2 separate regions of the Pan troglodytes genome follow, and region 1 is linked to region 2. A link is a contact called in public Hi-C data. All regions are on one chromosome and are shown on one strand. The core of a region is the stretch at or near the end of the contact, and the rest is flanking DNA. Distances in the headings are between cores, read along the strand shown. Region 1 has its middle 45 kb from the start of CRYZ. Region 2 holds the start of LHX8 (LIM homeobox 8).

Region 1 (7,485 bases), core at 4,575-7,074, 350 kb before region 2:
AACATAAGTATCTATCTCATTTATGACTGATACTTTCTAAAAAGCTTACGTATATGCCTGTATTTTGTATTTTAATGTTTCATTTTGCATTAATTATAATCAGTGAAGGTTTTTTGTTAATTTTTGTCTTAATCCCTCCTTGCTTCTATAAACCACACTGATTGGTATTTACTAGCTTTGGTTATTTGACACAAATACAAAAAGTATCATAGTAGAGTTTATTTATTAATTATTGAATTGTAATGCAATCTTCTTTCAGCAATATTTTTCTTAGTAAAGAGATCTGTATACAATGTACATGTTGTACTTCTTTGATACCCTGTGGGAATTGTATTCCTTAATATTATATTTGTATCTCAAAGTTTGCTCTTTAAGATATAAAAATTAAGTGGCTACCATAGAATTCATTTGTGTAGGTTTAATGAGACAGTACTTTTAAATACTTAAGTTTTAGAGTCTCCTTATAATGTAGCTAATGATTTGCACAGCTAAAACAGCTTGAGTACTTTTCCATTTAACCATAAAAGCTAGGATTTCCCATATATAAGTAACTTTATTACTCAAGAAACTTGTTTTGAAATTCTTCCACACATTATCCTTGATGATGCTATCAGAATTTTTACTAAAAAATCTTTCCTTTTTCCTTCTTGTAGCTACATCTGCTATAACTCATGGCTATAAATATATATTGTATAATGAAAACAAAGTCCTTTCTGGATGACAAGAATCTCAAATTGCTTGAGTGGCTCTGAGGATTAGATATTCTTTTATTTAATGGGCAAAAGGACAGTGATTTCCTTTATCATACGCTTTGATTGTGTCTTTTTGTATTGACTAAAGCAGCCTATTATATTACAGGCACAGACAAAATGGGTGCTAACATTATTGTATCTATCGATGATATTTGGTGCCTGTGATTCACTGTAAGGAATCTACTTCCTAACACTAGGGGTCATTTCAGCTTGTGGCAACAGTGTATGATATTTAGTTTTAATAAAAGAAGAGAGTAGGAATATGACATTTCCTAGAAAAATATTATCCTGGAGAAACATTTTCCTGGGCTAGGATTCCTAATTTTTCCCCTAGTTAAAGTGTGAACAGATTCTGTTACAGTGTCTACTTTTCAAAAGTAAAACCAAGAAGTGCTTTGGGTTTCTTTTCTTGAGCTCATTTTTGTTAATTCTACTAAAATGTTCAGGTTCCACTCCTGAAGGCATCATGTTTCATCTCACATTTTGCCTCTGGTTGCTACTTACTATTTTGTCATCTTTTGGGGTTTGCTTGGCCCTTTTCTTCAAGCCTTTACATTCTGATCGTCTTGAGTTACAATGGAAGTCTTACTTATTTTTCTCTAATTTTCAAACTGCTGTGAAGTATAGCACACGCATCTGCTAGAGTAGAGCTTTGTTCTTTCCATAACAAAATAAACACATTCTATTATAGGTCAGATTTTCTACCCTTAAACGTTTTTAAAATTTCAAGCCGTTTCTTAAAAGTTCTTTGATTTTCCTCTCTGGGACTTAATAATATAAATTACTTATTTCTTTTTAAAAAATCACTTTAAGAGCATGGTGCTAGACATGCAAGATGACATAAGAAACTATTTTTTACAGAATAGCATTATGTATTTTCAAATGAGCTCTAGATTATGTAATATGAATTATGATCCTGTTTATATTGAATGGAGTGGGTAATTGCAAGCTATAAATCATTTCTGCATATCTGAAAAATTTAGCCTTCTTATTCGAGTTGCACACATAAATAAAGAGAGTTTTATTTGTTTCTTTAAATCTATTTTTTTAGATCTGCTTAAAATCGGCTGTGCTTCAGAAAGCGTGGTATATTATGTTTAATCTTTTCAATCTAAAATCAAAATATTTTCTTTGATTCAAAAACTAGATATGTTTTCCATATCTAGCATATTCTAACATATGGAAAATACCAAAGAAAGTTATTTTTTCTACTAAAAATGAATAAGTGATAAAAATGTTTATTAAGCTTACATTCATGCAAATGATAGAGAATTGCCCTTTTTCTAACTTAGAATCAGAATTACAGCCTGATTTTGCAGACATGACAATTGGCCCGTGTATAGCTACAGCTGCAGCAGAGGCCTGCATTCTGCTTACCAAATTCTGTCATTGGTTACCTACCTATAAAAGGGAAATGAATGACCAATACTGTGTTTTGGTTCTGCTAATTGTCTATTCAGTTTTAATTAGCTTGTTTTAATTTTGGAAATAAAAGAGAATGAGGCATATTTTCAATAGTTGACATTTAACATTCTCAGATCTGAGGACAAAACGGTTCTAAATTACAGATAGGTTTTATTATAAAGATAACGGAAAGTGGCAAAACACGAGGAAACAATATTACTGCTCACACTTCAGGCTTAAAGTTGCATGTTGATGTCAAGCATATTCTATTACCAAAAATCACTGATGCCTTTACTACATGAGGCTAATATGCCACGTTCCTAAAAATGCATAATTTAAAGCCATTTGAAAGAATGATTTTGAAAAAGTAACATAATACAAAAGGTATGGTAGTCAGATAAGGTCAACCAAGTTCTATTTTAATCTCTGTCATTGGCTAGCTGTGTGACTTTTAGGAAATTATTACCTTACTGTAGCCTCTGTTTTCTCATTTGTACAATAATAAAGAGGCTGAATCTCCAAAATAGCATCTATGTAAAAGGAGCCTCATTTTAAAATATTAATGAAATGCTTGGCTATATATATCTTTCAAATATATGTACATATGCACATACACATTCCAAGTTAGAAGCTAAAAAGTAAGGTTGTAGATAATGACTGTATATTACAATATTTTCAGTAACAAAAGCATTATCTGAGCCAAATTCATCAACACTGAAAGAAAAACAAACTCAGTGAAGCATTTAAAGGTATTATTTTTTGTGAAGTCCAATTCTCTGAAAGGTCAAAATCCTTTCCAAACAGTGGTACTCAGAGAGAATCACCCAAACTTATCTGGGTGTATTATAGGTAAATTGTGCAAAAGAATTCACAGCTCCTCTTCCTCCTTTCTTCTTTGGAGACCCTTAATTTTGACCACATTGAAACATGTGACATGGCATACAATATCATCTTTCTCTCTTTCTTCTTTTTTTTTAAAAGCATATTTTCAATATATATTAGTTGCTATTCTATCATAGTGGCAATGGGATTTGATGTCATGAAAATGGTAGCCCACAAGAGAAACACATTACAAAAGCAACTCCTTTCCACCCTTCCCTCCCCCTGAAATAATAACAATTTGCTAAATTGTTGGGAAGTTGTTATAATTCCTTTTCCAAATTATTACTCGCCCTTTAGATTAGAAATGAGGCTCGGGTTAGCAATCAGCTATAAATGGTAGGATTTTTCAAGTAAGAAGCACTTGTCTGATTGTGAAGTGGAGGCCATTACTGCCTTGATTGGGCCTTTTTTTTCTTCAGCTTGCTTGATTTGTGGTTGAGAGCGCATATTCACTCCTGTACTGTGAGCAATCAGAGGCTCCCCCTCTCTTTTTTGCACAGCGATTTAGGGTCCACTACTTTGGCACAGCTGCCACCTTTTAGCCTCCATCACGCAGAACATATCTCTTTAAAAAAAGGGGGTGGGGGATGGGAGCAGGTAACCAATGTACATTTGGCTCATTAATGTGCCTATTTTATATTTTCAGAGAGAAGTTTTTCACTCTAAATAACAGTCATGTTGGAACTTGAACTTCTACACTCAATAAATAAGTTTGGAAAGCGACTTGAAGCTTGTTAGAGCATATTTCCCATTTCTCTAACCCTTCAAAAAAAAAAAAACAGGTGTAGTGGTAAAAAGCTGGGGCTGAGACATCAGAGGGCACATTCAACTTTGACACTAGCATAGTCTTTGTTCTCTAGAAAATATTACAGAAACAAGATCTTTCTTGTTTGCTTTATTTTGGAGGGCATTTTATACGTTTTCTACCATATTTAAAGCCTATGGAAAGAAGGCATTTAAAAACTCTCGAAAATAGAAACTTACGTTATCAGGTTCAAAAATTACTTAATAGTTCCTCTAAGTTAAAAAGATTTGTTCTTGTCAACAGTAAGGGATATTTTTATTAGGAGTTAAACTCAGCACATTTTACACCTTAAAACTTATTAGAAAATCACCAAAGAAACTGGAGTTTCAACGTTGGAATGAGCTGATCATCTTCAAATAACTATACACATGTAAGAATCTGTGCCCTACACCCCTCTTCTGCTCCTGTTCCCCCAAATTAAAATGTCCTAATAATTTCCATGAAATGAATTTTCTTAAAAACACCCTCGAGTCTGGGTCATAATAAACCTGTGTAATAAAAGGAAGTTCACAAAGATTAATACCATTCTGGTAGGTAGTAATTCCCTCAAAATCTGAGTCAAAACTCATAATGAATTTTTCCCCAGTTTTCTTGAGTTATAATTTGCCAACCATAAAATTCATTCATTTAATGTATGATTTAATAAACTTTTGTAGAGTTCTAGAATTGCACAACTATGATCACAACCTAATTCTAGATCATTTCTATCATACTAAAAAGAAATCTTACACCCATTTACAATCACTCTCCATTCTCACCCCCAGCCCTATGCAACCATGATTCTATTTTCTATTTCTATATGTTTGCCTTTCTGGGACATTTCATATAAATGGAATAATATGATATGTGTTCTTTTCTGTCAGGCCCTTTCATTGAGATATTTTTAAAGTTTGGAGGTTCCTCCACACTGTAGCATGTACAGTCCTATTTTTCCTTTTTAGTGATGAATAGTATTCCATTGTATGAATGCATCACATTTTATCTATTCATCCAGTGACAGACATTTGGATGTGAATTGTTTGTGCTTTTGGGATGTTTGTATTATTACTGTTACAGACATTCCTGTATAGATCTGTGTGTAGACATATATTTTCATGGGTAGATACATAGGAACAGAACTGCTGAGTCATAAGATAAACCTGTTTAACTTTTTAAAAACTGCTAGCCTGTTTTGCAGATGTTTGCATTATTATACATTCCCAACACAATGTATAAAGTTCCTATTTTACCACAACCTTATCAACACTTGTTATTGTCTGTCTTATTAGTTATAGCCATTTTAGTGTGTGAAAATTTGATCTAGTGATTTTGATTTTTATTTCCCTAATGACTAATGATGACAACCTTTTCATGTGCTGATAAGCCATTTGTATATTTCTTTGGAAAAATGTCTATTCAAGTCCTCTGCCCATTTTTTAGTTTTTTAAAATTATTATTAATGAGTTTTAAGGATTCTTTATATATTCTGGACATAAGTCCCTTATTGGATATATGATTTGCAAATATTTTGTCACAGTCTGTGGGTTGACTCTTCACTTTCTTGATGGTGTCTCTAAAGCACAAAAGTTTTTAACTTTGAGCAAATCTCTTTTGAACTCTTAATGGAGAACGATATCCCATCAGTTCCTAACATAATTGTTTAAAGAAAATCAGAGCAAGATAGAAAAGTAAAAGGTTAAAAACAAAATCAACAGTCAATTTGTGTCAGTTTGAGAAGAAAGAAATTGTTTTGCATTACATTTCCTTTAAAGTAACATGAAAGTTTTCACTAAAACAAGTTTGTTTTTATTGTTTTTTAAATCTTCATTTCTAATTTCGTGTTCATCATTAAATCTCTTCCTTGCTAGGTCAGCAGAATCTCAAAATTGAGCCTTGCCTAGGTCCAAGTGGTTTTGAACAATGCATATGTAAATGAACCTGAAGCCACAAAACCCCACTCTCTGTGCTTCTCCCTCTGAGTAACAGTAAATGACAGGAAAAATCAGGATGTAAAAAAGCTTATTCTCAGGCAAGAGACCCTGAGCTTTGCCCTCCCAGGCCTACTGCAGGATGTTATTTGTAAAATGCTTTCTTCTCAGCTATACTCACAAAAGTGATTACCAGCAGCAGCACCTTTACAGCCATTGCTGAAAATCAAGCTCACCAGGCAAATCTGGTAGAAATGTGGACAAAACTATTGGTAATTAATGCATTTGTTTTTGAAGTTCGTTGGTAGGGGGTCAGAGGGCAGATGGGGGGAGCTTACCTGTAAGGAAAACCCAGAACTTTTTTGTAATCTCCACAGCTCAGCTCTAAAGTAGCAGACGTACATGTACCTTGCTTTTAGCAATAAAATTGATAAGCATTTCATTATTTTCTAGAGACCACAATTTAAAACCCCTTGCAGTGAATCCTTTTAGAAATCAAATTATCAACTTTTAATGAATTACTTTGTAGGTCCAGTTTTCCATCCGGTATCTGTTGTATATCACAAGCAAGATATAACTATAATACAGTTTGGTTGCTCTAGAGGCCTCTCATTTCTCTCCCACCCTTTTACCAACAAGAATTTAGCCACCAATACCCAATAAACACAACATACAATTGCACAAAACATTAAGGACTCTTATTTGACTTAGTGAACTTAAAAGTGTTTCTTTTTTTTACAAAAACTGTGGATATAACTAATAATTCAGTAATTATCATTATTATATTTTATCTTATAGCTGCAAATGTTGTTGCAAATATAATGTTAAAAATGGCAAGTGCTGCATGGCCTGAATATTTCCATCAAATTTCATTGTACACAGTAGAAAGAAGTCATTATTTCTATTATTTTTATACTTGACTTGGTACTATGAGCCACCTGGATTACTTTTTTTAAAAGTGACTCTCAATGGAGACTCTGCTAAGAATATAATTCAATCTTAAAGACAGAGTTAATCCTTTTTTGACAGAGTTGCATAAGTTGTTCAAATCCATACACTGAAACCTAAACTGAAGGATGGTGCAGTTAAAGCTCTTGATTGTAATCAACCTAGTGATGTTGAAAAGCAGTGCTAATATGCAAGGAATTAAAACAGAAAGGCCTATTAAGGATAGTCAAGTTTCACCAGAAATAAAATTAGGTTAGTTGAGAATAAGAAATTGTCTCAACAAATGTAAAGTAACTAAAGCAGTGCCTAGTAGTTTTTATAAACGAAAATGGAAAAGGCATAGCCCCCACACAATAAGCTATGCTCTGGAAAGAAAAGAATGCCAAATAGAAAGGGGAAAAGACTGTTGATGTCTTTCAAGAACAAATGAAACCATTAACAGAATAACACCTGTGGTTTGGATCAACAAGACTTATTCTAAAATAAGGTGAATATTCTTTGATTTCTTAACTGACTGTTATATCAACTGAGCAACTTTATACACAGCAAGGAAATAAACCACTTTTCCCTCATCATGAAAGTTCTGCAACAAGGGAAATAGTTCTAATTCATCAAAATCTGAGTAGAAGCAGGGCTTATCAGCCCATTTTATAGCCAGAATATTAACAGTATATTATTAACAGAATATTAATCCAGGTGTCATTTTTTTTTGGCCCCCACATACCATGCAAGACATCAAGTCCCTGAAAAGTCCTCAATACATTTTCCGGGAGTCTGCAGAAGATAC
Region 2 (7,940 bases), core at 5,302-7,801:
ATATACTTTCATTCAGAAAGCAATTTTTTATTGTCTAGTGCCAGGCACTGAACTAGGTTTCGGAGCGTCGTCAGAACAGCACATGGTTCCTGCATCCAGGAAGCTTGTAGAGCCTCAGGAAGAACTGCAGGGGTCGACTTTATTCACGTTTGTGTCGGGAAAAACTATTGCTAAAGGCTTCTCCCGAGTGGTCAGTGAATGAGAAACAATAAATAGCCTTTGCACAAACTGAACCACGCAGCGCAGCCTCTGCTACTGCACACAATAACAGGAGTTCGGTCAAGGCCCAAAAGGAAAGTTCCAGAAGTGAACGCGGACCTTTGGACCTCAGTCTGTACGGAGATCGAGTCACCGTCTATTCAATCCAGGTTTTGATCCACTTGCTGATGATTAGACATCAAATTATGCAATCTGCAAGGAAAAGGAGAGAGAACGATTTTACCGCCGATTTAAGCGTTCTCCTTTTTCCCCTTCGTGGCCGTTTTATTCGGCACTGAAATGCTGTTTAACCTCAGCAAGAGTAGGCGTGGGAAGGTGGTGCTCTTCCCCACAGCACACCAGGCACTCCCCAGCTGCTCAGCGGAAGTGGGCAGAGGCAAGAGGCTAGCGGCTGGACCACTTGTGCTGGAGTGGTAAAGAACTATCATGAATCCATTTACTGAAAGTGTCCATTTCTGAACTCACCCTAAAGAGGACAAACACCGCAAAGTAGTTAAAAGTCAGGCATTCGCGTCGGACGTCTGGGTTTGAATTCTGCCCTGGCTTGGTAAAATATGGCTTTGGATAAATTAAAGTAGGGTTGTGTGCCATAACGTCCGTGGAGGCATTTGACAAATAATAATCAACAGCTATGATTACTGCCATTTTCACAATATTCAGAAGGTTGTGCAAACTGACAGAAGGGTGCCAAGCATTTTTAAATGTTATAAATTAACTCTCAAATAAACCAGCGACAAAGGAGATGAAAAAGGTGTTCATTGTGCATCCTTGGGCCTAGTTGCCGCGACAGAGGTGGCTACAGGCAGCTGCACTCATCTCTGGAGCCTCTGCAGCCCAGGGAGGTGCGTCTAACCTCATGACCCTCTGAACCCCTAGAACTGGTCAACTCGCTGAAGAACATTGACCTACTCTTCACTGGGGAAATTGGGCCTTTGGTGGCTCCTCTACATCCAGACCTCTCTAGAGAGGTGAAGGAGGATGTGGTAGGAGAAACATTATATTCACTAAGAACCTCCTGTGTGGATGAGCACTTAATTCAACATTGTGATTTTTATGACAATTTCCAAGTGATGCCATCTTCATTTTACAAATGAGAAAGCTCAAGTGTTAAAAATTTAAATTGCTCAAAATTCCATTACACATTTGACTAACTTCAAACCTGTGCTCTTACTATAATAACACGTTGCCTACCTCTTAAACCCTGAACTCCCACGAAGGAAGGAAGGCAAGCAGGGAAGGAGGAAGGGAGAGGAGGAGGATAGGAAGGAAAGGAAGAAAACCTTGCCACAGTTACAAGAACCAGTCTCCTGTAGCAGAAATGGCATATAGAAGTTATTTAAGTTTTTAAAATTCATGGCTCAAGATTCCTGGGCCAACTTTTTTTTTGTAAAAGCATAGCTTTATGAGTTAACCGGAGGTGGAAGTGTTGCTGGGGAGAACCTTAGACACCAAAGTTGTGGGCGGTCGGCGCAGGCTTGTGTGGGGCTCATTCACCCTGGCTGACAACTTGAGCTGAGGGTTCCCTTATCAAAATGTCATCCAAGCCTGTGAATAGGAGGCTCACACAGCCCCACTTCTGCCTCTCACCTATCCCCAGAAACCGAGAAAACCATCTGGTTTTTGCACTTAGATAAAGTTTAGCTTTCCTGCCACACTGGCCGAGTTGGGCTTTCAGACATCCCCGGGGAAGTGGGAAAACGGGGATGTGGAAGGGGAGGAGAAGCCTAAAGGGTCTCGGTTCCATCCTCTTTCTTGATCAGCGAACTCCAGGCTATATCTGCCCGGTTTGCCTAGGACTTGTAGGGAAACGCGGTAAAGGGAGGCGGGTAGAGAGTTGGATTCTCTCTCTCTCTCTTTCTCTCTCTCTCTCTCGCCACGTTGGATTTCGGCTTTTACAGAATTATGCGGGCAGAGTTCTGTAGAAAGAGGTTAGAATCAGGTTTCCATTGGTCCTGATTTGTTTATCATTCTAAACAGTAAAATGCATATAAAACCGGCACCTCCAAACGACAGGCGTGCTTAAGGCGCTATTGTCGGCTTGGAAATGTCACAATGAATAAATGGTGTGATGGACTTTAGCGTTTCGCGCCATAGCTTTTAGCCGGGAAGCTTTCCAGGCTGCCCTGCTTAATTTCGGCGTGGTTCCTAATTTTCTCTCTCCCATCCTCTCTCTTAGACTGGAAACGCTTCCCCTATTTCTTCCGTAGCGGACCGGGAGAGCTTACTGGCGCTCTGCGAACCGGCTGAAAAGAAACACCGAGTCACTCGTACAGACTCTTTGTCGCAGAACTTGGCTTTCCGCTATTGGTCCTCCAGAACCGCTTGAAACAACTGGCCCCAGCTGGCGCATCAGACCGCAGTGAGGAATGCCTCGGGGCGGGTGGCGAAGGCAGGGTCTGCCCGCCAGTGGATTCCCGGGTGTCCCGCGTGGAGCAGGCTTGCCCAGCTGGGAAGCCCATCAAACCTCAGTCTTGGCCCACAGTGGGAGAGAGACCAGTGGGTCCCAGACGGAGGCCCTCGCCCGCTTTTGGCGACCTCCACTGGCGTGAATAAAAGCACCCCTCTCTTACCCTCAGAAACTGTGGGTAGCAAGGTCTAAAACGGAGTCTGGGACCGGTAAGTCCCAAGGTGAGCCCGTATACAGCTCTGCCATCTCTGAGGGGTTATGCAGATTCTGAGCAGGGTAAGTTTGTGGAAAGAACCTCTAGAAGCAATCTCCTAAAGTCTTTTTCCAGACTAATATTTATAATGGTTACACGTGATGGGCAAAAATCCAAAGAAACGGTCTCCTAACCCTGAACCAAGTGTGACATCCACAGTTTCAGAGTGGTTTTAGCTGAGATTTCACCTTCAGGGATCGAAGGAGTCGCCAACCAGAATTCCGCCAGAATCTGCACCTTCTTATGATCGCGAAAGTCTCCCCATCCTCCACCGCCTCCTACAGTCCTATGGCCCACTGTACCCTTGGCGCTGGTGCCCTGGAGGTGGGCGGTGAGGGCCGCGGGCCAGGGAAAGCTCGGGTCCGCAAGAGCAGGGCTCTGTTTCTGCGCCTGCAGTCCGCCCGGGAGTCCTGGATGCGCCTCCTTTGACCACGTTTTCTCTCAGGCTCCAGCTGTGCCTCGCCCCGGTCTCCACAGGTCTGACCCAGGCGAGTCCCTAGAAGGCGGGCAGGAGGAGGCGTAGCAGGCGCAGTTTCGGGAATCCGAGTTTCCGGAGATTGCCTGAGCACCGCAGAACCTCCAGGTTAAGTTCTCTCAAACGTGTGGTTACTCACCCCGAGGAGCTCAGAGGCAAAGGGTTCAATAGTCAAGTTGGTGGGGACTTTCCCTACTTAAAGTTATAATTTGCTAATTCGGATCTATTGCTTTTAAATATCGAGTTCCAGAGACCTCTGTCAATGCAGGCTTAATTTCATCCCACTGATGAAGGATGTTTATAAACGGCACCTGCAGTGCGAGCTGAGTGTGAAAATATCAGTTTTATGCCTTTTGATAAGAATTACCGAGGCAGAAGGCTTATTAGACGATTACAAATTTCGCAGCTGCTCGCAGCCCAATTAGGCAGCTCTTCGGGTGAGTGGAAGCTGTGGGGGTCAGGGCGGGTTGATGTTACCTCTCTCCAGCCCGGACCTCAAATCAAGGCCTGGCTCCACGGGATCTAGACCCCTTCCCTGCCCCCATCTGTTTTTAGAGAGATAGACTCAAGGCTTCCCTTGAGCAGGAGAGGCACAGCCTGGGACAGGACGCACTCCGAAGTCTCTCAGGCTGTCTTTCCCATGGGCTTGCAAAAAGCCCTGTGGTCCACGGATGTTGGTAGACGGCAGGGTGGGCCTGTCTCTGATTTTCAAATTTTCAATTTAGTAGGTAGGAACTGTCACGACGCAGGCGATTGCTTTTCCACCTGTGGACACACAAGATGATGTTTTTTTGATCAGAGTCTTCGTTCAAAATTGGAATCAATTGGCGTTTGGGCTAAAAACCCTCATTACTAAGACCAAACAAACAAACAAAAAACTCTTTTGATTTTTAGCCCAAGCACCCCTGTAAAGTAGGAAGATAACTTTTCCGTTGCCCCAGCCGAGGACGAGCGTGGGTAAGAGGCGTGACGCGAGCTCCAGGGAACCGGGCCACCAGGAAGAAGCTATACCTTCCTACGCCCACCCCTGACGAAAGGTCAGAAGGTCGTTGGACCCCAGACCGACAGGACGATCAGCCCTGGGATTCATAGCAAACACATTCCCCTCTTCTTGCACACTCGACCCCCAGCCAAAGGCTTATACCGCCCAGGACATAGAAATTGACTCACCGCCCAGAGGCTTACAGCTCAAGGAGGGGTGCGCGCAGCTGCACCCCGGGACAGGTGAGCATCCCACAGGGCGCCTGGAGTAAAGCGAGGCCAGACCAATCTTTCAGGTCTTCTGCTCCTGTCTGACGACCATTCTTCTTCCCCAAGCCCAGAAACCTCTAAAAATGAATCATTTTCTCCACTTATGCAGAGATAGACGCTCTTAGATCAAGGTTAGTATTTTGAAAACCTGACTGAGAGCCGCCTGATTAGGCGAGGGTGGGTGGAAAGACCGCATAAATGCCCGCACCCCCGCCCTGCTTCCCTAACACTGCTCCAGCTCTCTCTGGATCTCCAAATGACCCGCGCGATAAATTCTCCTCAACAGTAGCCAGACAGTACCCCAGATTCACTTTAAACCCTAACACACACACACACACACACACACACACACACACACTGTAATTAAATATCCAAACCGGACCTTTATGTTTAATTCCACTTTCAACGAAATCCTGCTCTATACACGACCTGATGGCGCCAATGTTCTGCACGACTCTGACTTCCCATTCGGAAGAGCGGTCTCCAGAACGATGCTATTTCATGGAAAATGCATTATGTGAATTTCTCCACCACCCCCAATACCGATTTCTGCATTTGATGAAAAACACAAGTCTTTCTGGTTCCCACGCACAAGTTAGCTTTTGGAAAAGTCAGTCCACCCCAATCTTTCAATTTCCTAAGAGGGCACAGATTAATTATATCGTCCTCCTCCCTTCGCTCGGTAAATTTAAACGAGATCTCCCAGAGAGGACCGGCAGGGGGATGGCTAATATTAACTTGTGCGCAGCTGCGCGAAAAGAAAAACAATGGCGATAGGAAAATGCTCTGAAGACTCTAGTGTTTATGGGAGAAAAATGCAATGGAGGAAAAACTAAATTTGTAGTGGTAACTCGGTCCCAGACTCTTACACAGGCTCACTTCATCACAGGAAAGGCTTTCTATCTCCTCCGTTAGCCGGCTGCTGACCGAGCTGGGGTCTGGGCAAGATCATTTCGCTCTTTTTCTTCTATACAAATAAGGCAAGGAGATAAGATATGTGTGTGTGCGTGTGTGTGTTTTACATATATATTTCCATCTAATTAAAGCAAAATCCTGTGATTCTGTTAAAGGCCTTTAAGAAATAGACTCCTAGATCTTCTTAGTTTCAGAAGTTTAGTTTTTTTAAATGGAAACAAAAATCATTAAAAAATAATCTTTTAACCAAATTTGTCTTTATACACTAAATAATGAAATAAAGTTTATACCACAAAGAGTCTGTTTAAACAAACACACCTTCCAATCTTAATCAAAATTACGGTACCCTGAATACCTCCCTCCGCCGCTTCCCCGCCCCGCAGTCAGAACTTGAGGCAGAAGACAAGGCTGCTCGGGCTTATATTTTGTCTAGGAGATGAAAGAGCAATACTCATTAGCAACATACTTTTGTCTTTCTTGTAGCCTTGATTTCAAATCTAGTCGCAAATCATAAGCTTTTGTGTTGCTCAGATGTTCCTTCTTTATCTTAATGAGAAAACTTTTCGGAAAGGGAGCGCGAACTGCTAGATAAGTCAGCTCCCAGGCTGCCAGGAGCGGTGGCATTCCTCGGCTACACCGGACAGCTGCGAGTTTCAAGAGAATGACTAAAACTTTCAAGTCACCCAGACCTCCACTTCCCCTTCTGCTTGCTGCAGAAAGAGATGTAACCTGAATCTTTGTTTAGGTTTGGGTTGGGGAGCGAGAATTTAAAAGTTATGGCAAATGCAGACAGCAGATTTTTTAAAGTCAAGTTAACAGGACATCCCCCAATTTTTTTTCTTTAGTACTAAACCTGAAGTCAGTTGGCGTGTTCTGATAAAGATTTTAACATGTAGAGAAGGCGGGTTTTCCTGAAAGAGGCGAAGCAATTTCTCCAGGAAAAGACTTTCCCCCACACGCCCCCTTCCTTTATATTAGGTTCCACCCTCTGGAAAACAAAACTTTTTTTTTTTTTCTTTTCCTGGAGGGACAGAGCTCAGTGAAGCTGGGAAAGGAATTTTAAGAACGGTTCATCAGAAAGTGGTCAGGCCACAGCGGCCTCTTTGGACGAAGACACACTTGTAGCATTATCCTTCTCGGCATCAGCTTTTATTAGTGGATCGGGGCGGGGGAGGGGGGAGATCGGCAGACACGGACAGCCTCTGACCCTCTGGAGTTGGTATGTGATAAGCAGCCCTAGCAGTGCCATGTATTGGAAGAACGATCAGATGTTTGTGTGTAAACTAGTAGCAAAGGACGTGCCGGAGCTGGCAGTTCCCCCTGAGAAGGTGAGCGAGCCGACGCCTGGCCAGACCAGCTGAATCGCAGTGTCCTTGAAACTCGAGTTGTGTGGGCTCCTAAACAAGGTTCAGAAACTACCTGTAACGGCCTCATCTTCAGACCTGGCAATTTTTTTTTTTTATTACGTAGTAGCGTTAGTCAGTAATCATTGCACTCCCTCCCCAAAAGCTCACTTAACCTGAGACATGGAGACTGTAATTTGGGAGATGAAGCCTCGAGCCTAAGGCGCTCTCAGGTCCATGTGAGTCGTGCTTTTGTTCTATTTGCTGTGGTGATCGTGGCGGTCCGGGAGAGTGGGTCGGGAGGACTGGGCGGCTGTCGGGTAGAACCGGAGACCTGGCTCGTTTCGTTCGGCTGCCCGCGGACACTTGCCTGCCCTGAGGCACACCTCCCTCTGCGGGGCTCCAGAAAGGCCTCCGGGATCCCTGGGCTTGCCGGGAGAGCCATTTTACCTAAAATGCCAAAAGAAAACCGCAGGGCACAAAACGAGTCACGCGGTTTGTCTGAGTAGACTGGGGAAGCTGACAAGCTCTCACCTCACTCGGGAGGCAGGACCTGTGGGTATTTGGTGTTTTAAGTTTGAAATCATCTGCAGCCTGTCTGAGGGCCTCAGCAGGACCCGCGCGGGGCGCCCCTATTTCTTTGCTCCGAAGCCGGTTGGGGACACCAGGCGAAAGCGGAGCTGTTCTGTTTAAACGCCCTTTGTGTGTGAGGACGCGGCCTCAGTGCAGCTACGCTGGGTCCCGCGTAGGGAGCGCACTCCAGAAAGGGAGGGTCTCGGCCGACGGTCCAGGAGGCCCCCAGGTTGGTATCTTGCCTGGTGCTTCCAGAGGGAGGGAGAAGGGGAGGTGAACAGTCAGAAATGCAGAAGTGCGAGTTCGGGGGACCCACCCGCCCCCGAGCTAGAGTTTTTGGAAACGAAAGCGGTCTAAGCCCAGAGACGCTGCGTTTTCGTTTAAGAACAAAACTCCAGCAAATACTTGGAAACACTTGAGTAACGCGCGTTGTTTCTTTAAAACATTTTGTCAGAGGTTGGGTGAGTTCTTGTAATGGCACAAATTAAATTCAGCTGGATATTT

What was found. A called contact is a pair of places that touch in the nucleus more often than the background predicts.
Region 1: a Hi-C map of induced pluripotent stem cells shows a contact between it and region 2, with 1.6 times the contacts expected there. The contact joins the enhancer-like site here to the promoter of LHX8 in region 2. A contact is called at or near these places in 2 of 7 Hi-C or Micro-C datasets (induced pluripotent stem cells and stem cell-derived neural progenitor cells) and 1 of 1 other capture datasets (stem cell-derived neural stem cells).

Annotation. Positions count from the first base shown.
Region 1 is chr1:156,225,945-156,233,429 of NHGRI_mPanTro3-v2.0_pri, reverse strand. No RefSeq gene overlaps it. Among named protein-coding and RNA genes, the nearest start is that of CRYZ, 45 kb to the left of the region's middle. Within about 2 kb of position 5,824, at least 2 of the 24 cell types and tissues checked have an H3K27ac peak or open chromatin away from gene starts, as enhancers often do. A contact at or near this core is called in induced pluripotent stem cells, where this site is marked.
Region 2 is chr1:155,877,315-155,885,254 of NHGRI_mPanTro3-v2.0_pri, reverse strand. LHX8 (LIM homeobox 8) reads left to right here and starts at 6,551. Exons shown (of 9, transcript XM_063800329.1): 1 at 6,551-7,102.